Regions from separate parts of the Rattus norvegicus genome. Here region 2 is linked to region 1. A link is a contact called in public Hi-C data. All regions are on one chromosome and are shown on one strand. The core of a region is the stretch at or near the end of the contact, and the rest is flanking DNA. Distances in the headings are between cores, read along the strand shown. Region 1 has its middle 79 kb from the start of Mxi1. Region 2 overlaps Mxi1 (MAX interactor 1, dimerization protein).

Evidence for each region. A called contact is a pair of places that touch in the nucleus more often than the background predicts.
Region 2: a contact with region 1 is called in a Hi-C map of liver, with 6 times the contacts expected there. The contact joins two enhancer-like sites. A contact is called at or near these places in 12 of 12 Hi-C or Micro-C datasets (the A7r5 cell line, the Rat2 cell line, Schwann cells and 7 more) and 1 of 1 datasets of contacts at active chromatin or transcription factors (oligodendrocytes).

What each region holds. Positions count from the first base shown.
Region 1 is chr1:262,268,362-262,271,639 of GRCr8, reverse strand. No RefSeq gene overlaps it. Among named protein-coding and RNA genes, the nearest start is that of Mxi1, 79 kb to the left of the region's middle. Within about 2 kb of position 1,644, at least 3 of the 93 cell types and tissues checked have an H3K27ac peak or open chromatin away from gene starts, as enhancers often do. A contact at or near this core is called in liver, where this site is marked.
Region 2 is chr1:262,387,712-262,390,989 of GRCr8, reverse strand. It overlaps Mxi1 (MAX interactor 1, dimerization protein), which reads right to left. Exons shown (of 6, transcript NM_013160.2): 6 at 1,953-3,278. Among named protein-coding and RNA genes, the nearest start is that of Smndc1, 17 kb to the left of the region's middle. Within about 2 kb of position 1,804, at least 4 of the 93 cell types and tissues checked have an H3K27ac peak or open chromatin away from gene starts, as enhancers often do. A contact at or near this core is called in liver, where this site is marked.

The sequences.
Region 1 (3,278 bases), core at 395-2,894:
AGGCTGGGCTCTGCTTCCTAAAGGACACACGCCCGATTTGTTCTAGAAAAGCCTGTCTTGCTTCAGGGAATCACATGGGCTACCTGAGCAGCTTCTAGGGCAGGAGGGCGCTGCACTGCCCCTGTGTTCTGGATGGGGGATGGGAGGAGGCAAGGCAGAGATGCAGAAGGGCAAAACGTGGGGACGATGGGCACAAAAGCCATGGCTCTTCTCAGAGAGGCAGTGGCTCGTGGGACTCGGGAGTCAGAGACAGCAGAGTTGGAATTCCCACCCCACTTAATCATGGCTTGGGCACAGTGTTCAATCTCCGTGGGCCTGCAGGTCTTTACTCGTGAACAGGGTAGGCGGCCATAGCCTGACACCTTCATAGTCCGAGGAGTGTGATGGTCCAGATGGCATTTGCCAAGCCAGGTGCAACGCACAGCAGCCTGGGGCTGGCTGTCATTTCCGTCCACCCTACCACTAGGCCACCTCTCCAGAGCCCACGCCTGATGCTTTCAGGGGCTCAGGGTGACTTGGTAACAGGCCATTGTACAGAGGTTGGTTCAGGGGCTCACAGGACAGACTGACACTGACTCAGGCCTGGTCAGCAGGCAAGATATAGACTCACCCTGACCTACTCATGAATGTCATATATCCTGGAGCTTCCAAGGAAGGGGCCAACCCAGCTATGAGGCAAGCTAAGGTCAGTTCTAAATTGCTGGCTTTAAGGCCAGGATGAAGGTCTGATATAGTCGGCCAGTGGTAGGTTTACAGACTTGGTGACTCCCAGGGTCCCTCTACTCCATGAAGGGTGGCTCTGGCCCATCCCGTGAAGTGCCTGCTGGGATAGGGCAACTTGCCCAAACACACCTCATATCCAGGCCAACCAAGACCCAATTGCTCTACGGGAGTAAAGCCTGGAGCCTCTGCTGATAGCTCCCTTTGCTCTCCCACCGCCCAGGGAGGGGCCTGAGCCACACCCAGAGACAGCGCTGTCTGGGAGCCAGATCATTGTTGGCAACCAATGGGTGTCAGAAGTCTTAAGTCTCCCCTAGGTATCGGGTCACACTGCTCGTCTCCCTACCGGCAGTTTTTTCCTGCCGGGCCGCTTTGGTAAATTGACCTTCTTCATTATGCCTGCCTGCCTCTGGATCCAGATTAATAGGTCAGTAGGCAAGCTTCTTACCTGGGCTTCAGGCCCACAGTAAGAGTCCTGGCCTTTCAGCTTTTAACATAGGGGAAATTCTCTGTGCAGACACTTGTGCCTGCGACGAGTACCGGTGGAGAATGCTCCAGGCATGAGCCCTGGTAAAATGAAAAGAATATCCGACAGAAACGTTTGTTTCCGGGGGGACGGGACTGCCACTGCTGAGAGGAAGTGGAAGTGGGAAGTCAGCCTTGCTTCCTGTCCCCCAAGTCCCGACGCTAAGCTCACACCAATGCGAGCTAGCCCTCTCCTGGACCAGCTCCATCTCCCAGCTGAGAAGACAGGCCTTTAGAAGAAACATTGTAATGGCTATGGCCAGAGTGGGGAGAAATCTATATTTGGAAGCACACACAAGTTGAGTGGGTGGTTCCCTGGCCTTATCAGGTGCCCACAGGACAGCAAGGCACCAGGGCCGATGGGATGTCCTATCTCCTCCGTGCTGGACTTGGCTCTGTCCCCATACGAGGGAGGAGGGCCTTGCCCTCTCACCTCTGGGCTCCGCAGCAGACTGCTCTGTTGACCCTATGGGCTTCCACGGTGCCAGCAGCCATGATGAGGAGCTCGATGCTTCTCCAAGCCGGGGGTTAAAGGAGGCAAATATGGGTAAAGGGAGACACAGGGGTACAGCTGGAGGAGGTTCCACGCCCGTGTGGTCTGTGTGTTACAAGCACATCCAACAGCTGTCAGAACATCTTCATATGCTAATCTCATTTCTCTCTGGTGGCAGAATGGCCTTGGCTTAGACAGTCAAAGCAGTAAGTTCTCGGAGACTCTGTTTTCCACTGAGCATGGGAGGGGTCTTGGGTTGATGTGGATGATATGCTCCTCTGTCACTGGCCCCGACCTTGAGCAAGCTCTTCCTCCTCTCCAGAGCTCCACTTTCCTCATCCTATGAATCCAGCCCCACCATGGAAACCAAGTACACACAAACACCCATGACACAGAAGAGATCCGGCTTAGAGTACCTTCCCTCCGCTCTGCTGTCACCTAATGTCACTGATTGGTGGTCTGAATGAGAATGGCCTCACAGGCTCATAGATGGGAGTCCTTAGTCATGACTTAGTGGTTCTATTTAAAAGGATTAAAAGGGTCAGGAAGTATGTCACCAGGCCCAGTGTCTCTCATGGCCTTGTCGTGCTAGCCAAGGCTAGCCTCTCGAATGCTGGGATTACAGGTATGCACTACTTAGTGGCTCATTTTTGATGGATAAAACCTGCCTGAATTGAAGGCACATGACTGCTGCCCAGGTGCTACGGTTTCCATTTTGTTCTTTACTCTGGGAACAACCTTGTCAGAAGGACACTAGAGAAAATCAGGAGAAATCCACACAGGGAACATCTACTGTCCACCATCAATACCAACAATGCTCAAGCCTGGCCAGGTTCTCAGATGGCTCTGGCTGACATCCTAGCTGCAACGTCTTCTGACTTCAACCTCATCGAAATCGAGATACAGCAGCAAATGTGCAGTCTGACCTTACGTGTACACCAAGTGTGGCAGTGTAACAACTTAAATCTTCTCAAAGAGTGGCAGGTACTCTTAACTGCAGAGCTCTCTCTCCAGCCCCCTTCAGGGCGCATTGTTTAAACATCTGCATTTCGGAGAGATTTATTACCTAGCATTAGATACCCACTGCCTTCCAAAGAGGTTTTGAAATTGAATAGGTAAAAGTAAAACAGGATGGAAATGGGGGTGGGGGGTGGGTGGATCTGAAGATGACTGGTGTCATAAATGGTGAAGGATGACGTCATAAACGGTGGGCCAGCCCAGGTGTATCCCCTAGAACCCCCCAAGAGGTGGAGACAGGAGCATCATAAATATAGAACTGGATGGTGGTTGTGGGTCGGCTGTACCAGAAAATGAAGATGAAACACAGCTGTAAGCTCCTGGAAGCCGGGACAAGAAGGTTGCTCTCTTCACAAGGACAGCAACTCGACACAAGGCCTCTGGATAAATAGGACTGACTGCACAGTAGAATGGCTAATACCTCAAAACTGCCTACCTGCTCAGGTCACACTGAGCATCTCGGAGATGGCAAACACAGCCGTGCCGATGGCTCACTTCCATAGTGAACGTTTCCTGACCGATT
Region 2 (3,278 bases), core at 555-3,054, 120 kb before region 1:
ACACATGCAGACATACATGCAAGGACATCGTAAGTAAACAATACTGTGTGGGTGAAGTGTGTTTGAAATCCCAACACCAAGGAGGGGGAGACTGGAGGATCCCTGGGGCTTGCTAGCTAACGAGCCTGATCGACTTGCTAAGTTCCAGGCCAATGAGGGGCTCAGTCTTAAGGATAGATGGTAGCTAAAAAATGATGCCTAGAGACGTTTGGCTTACAAACACACATGCACATACCCGCACGCAGGGGCACACAGTCCCCTCTTCTTGATTTAAGCTTTTCTACATTTCAAGACTGAGTAAATCAGTAACTCTGTAGTAGGAAACGGGCTCAATGGAGAAACAGGTCATTTGCCCCAGGCTCTATCCCATGTTGGGGCTGAGTAAAATGGAAAGTTTTATTTTGTCTGGTTTTATCTTGGGAGGTTTTTTGTTTGTTTGTTTGTTTGTTTTTGTTTTTTTAAGATAGGAATGGTAAAAGGGAAAGATAGTGGCTTTCAAGGGGAAAAATTGAGTATTTTAGGATGAACCATTCCTCAGGATATATGAGCCAAGAAACCTTATGGCCCTGAGGTTAAGGGCTCTGCCTCAATTCTCAGCTTTTAAGAATTTTTGTAGTTCAAAACAAATAACAAAGTTCCCTTTACAGCCGTTACCTCTGCTGATCAGAGACTGAATCAAAATGACTTTGTCAGGCTCCTTTGGTATATAAACAGGTATGGGAATTAACCTGTACCTCTTCATACAAGAACATAGGTAGGGGCAGGCATTTCCCTAACGTTGAGGCCAGCCCATCTTAAAGAACAAAAATACAGGCATTAGATAGAATACCTTAATAAGGCAGTGGGAACAGGTGGGCTTCATTGCCTACGGTGGCTGAAGAAATCCCAAGAGGACATCTTTGTGATGCTTGAAAGCCGTTACCAGTTGTCAGCACAGGAAAATACTAGTCAGGTTGTATTGAACTAGGGTAGATAATTGTTAAATTTTACAATAGGAATGGTGGCTGAATTCATACTGCTATTATAATTTCTGATATAAAGGCAAAAATACATTTAGAAGGTAAGGGCACTCAAGAAATTTTACCCACAGAGGGTGCCAAGCAGGTATCTTTTATCTGATTTCTATTTCTTGCATAACTAGTCTTTAAGCCAACCCGTCTTTTAGAGTTAATATTTAACCACACAATCTACCCGTGTGTCCTCCTTCCCCAAGAGCAAACTGGGGAAGGAGTAGTGTTGGAACATCTAGTTAATGTTATGTGCAGGTTTGTAATGAAGGCTTGCAGTCCATCATCCTGTATAAACACAAAATGACAGCATAGAGTTTGTCTGAATGATGTTCCAAATTTCAGTCCTGGGCCAAGATGACGTCAATTAACACCATGAGAAAAGGAAGAAGCTGTAGTTGGACGGTAGTGGTGCACACCTTTAATCCCAGTACTCAGGAGGCAGAGACAAGTGGATCTCTTGAGTCCGAGGCCAGCCTGGTCTACAAATTGAGTTTGAGGGCTGCTAGGGCTAGAGAGAAATCCTGTCTTGAACCCTAGCTCCCCGCACCTTCCCCAACCCCTTAAAAAGGGAGAATAACGAAACCACACAATGGCTTCCATTTCCTTTCCATGGTAAAGACACACTTCAGAGAAAGCTCAGACAGCTAAGCCACAGAGCACATCTTACCTGGCCGGGAGTGACTGAGGGAAACCAGAGGGTTTTTCCATTCTCTCCTCAGCACCTGAAGGTTACAGCCAGAGTAACTGGAGGCATGCACTGTTTCACAACTACTTCAAAGGACTTCACTCAGACAGCCCAAGCAAGGACGGAGTACTTTTTGCAGGCACACAAAGAGCACTGGGTAGTGTGCTGGGCCCTTATGTGTGACCAAGACGGTGCGTTTCCTGTACGGAGACGTGCTGTTCCCAGAAGGAAGCTCTGACATTAACACACAACTCGACTGCACTGCTGAATATGGTTGTTTTTATTTTCTTTCTCCTTGCCCAGCCCTATCTAAACATAAAATAAAACTACAGGACTGAAATTAACAACCCATTAAAATCGGCAATAAGTTATGAAAATCATAAAGCTTTTTTTTTTAAGTAATTAAGGGTAGTTAAATTATTTAAAGAATACAAAGTCCGAACAGCTTGGGGTAAGGTATCCAGAAAGGCTTCCCGGAGCAAAGCAGTGGCCCAGAGGGAAACCTTCGAGTTTGAAAGGAGGGAGCACATGACACGGAGTGCGGGCTGGAAGTCTCACCCAGAAGATAACATTTCTGCAGGTATTTGTGAGAGCAACAGTAGCACCTGCACAGTGGGATTGTGGGGAGGAAACTGCCTGTAGAAAATGCAGATCTTTACATTAAATGAGACAAGTGCGGAACATAACTATGTTAACTAGGATAGTGTGCCTACCACGGGTATCAGACGGTTAAAAGCTGGTAAAAGGGAATGGTCCTAAAGAAAACAAAAACAGCATTGCCTTCGTCTACCCAGCCCAGACCTCATCCGTCCTGCGCACTGAAAAGAGTGAGGCGTGAGGTGTTTATCATTATCAAATGCTGCATCAAAATAGATGATTTCCCCCACGTGTTTTATTCCACTATAAAAGACATCTATGTTTACTTATGGACAAGCTTTAAAAAGATGTCATTTTGGTTTTCAACACATACAAACAGTTATCAAAATCTCAAATAAAAATGCTGTGGTGGCTCAGACCTTGGCCTGCTACACTGCGTGCACAGCTCCTCAGATCCGCGCAGACACCGAGGCTCGCACACGGAGCTGTTCCTCCTGTGATTCAGGCTGTCATGCATGGGCTGCCCCTACGTGGCCGAAGGGTGGCGAGCGGGTGCTTGCCTGCTCTAGTGCTATCAATGCAGGTAAGGTTAGCTGGCTTAGCATGGAATCCAACAGAAAGCTGAGCTGCATGATGATCTCGTTCAAAAGGCTTCATGGGAGTCTCTCCTTTTGTAGAGCACGATATGAGCTTTTTAAAAATTCATTTTTTAAAAGAATTGATCATCCACAGGCTTCATGATACACAGAGGCTGAGTTTTAATAGCTCTTTAGCTATCCAAGATTAATGCCTGATTATCCTGTCTTCTCCTTACTCTAAGTTTGATTTTGTTTCTAGGACCAAGAAGCTCAGGAAGGGTTCATAACCCTATCCTTAAATGTCTGCTCAACACGGAGTGAGCAAACTACAACAGGAGAATGGAGTCTCCATTGTCTCTTAAGTCAACCACGTCAACTCAAGATAACCACACACATTTCTGCTGCTGT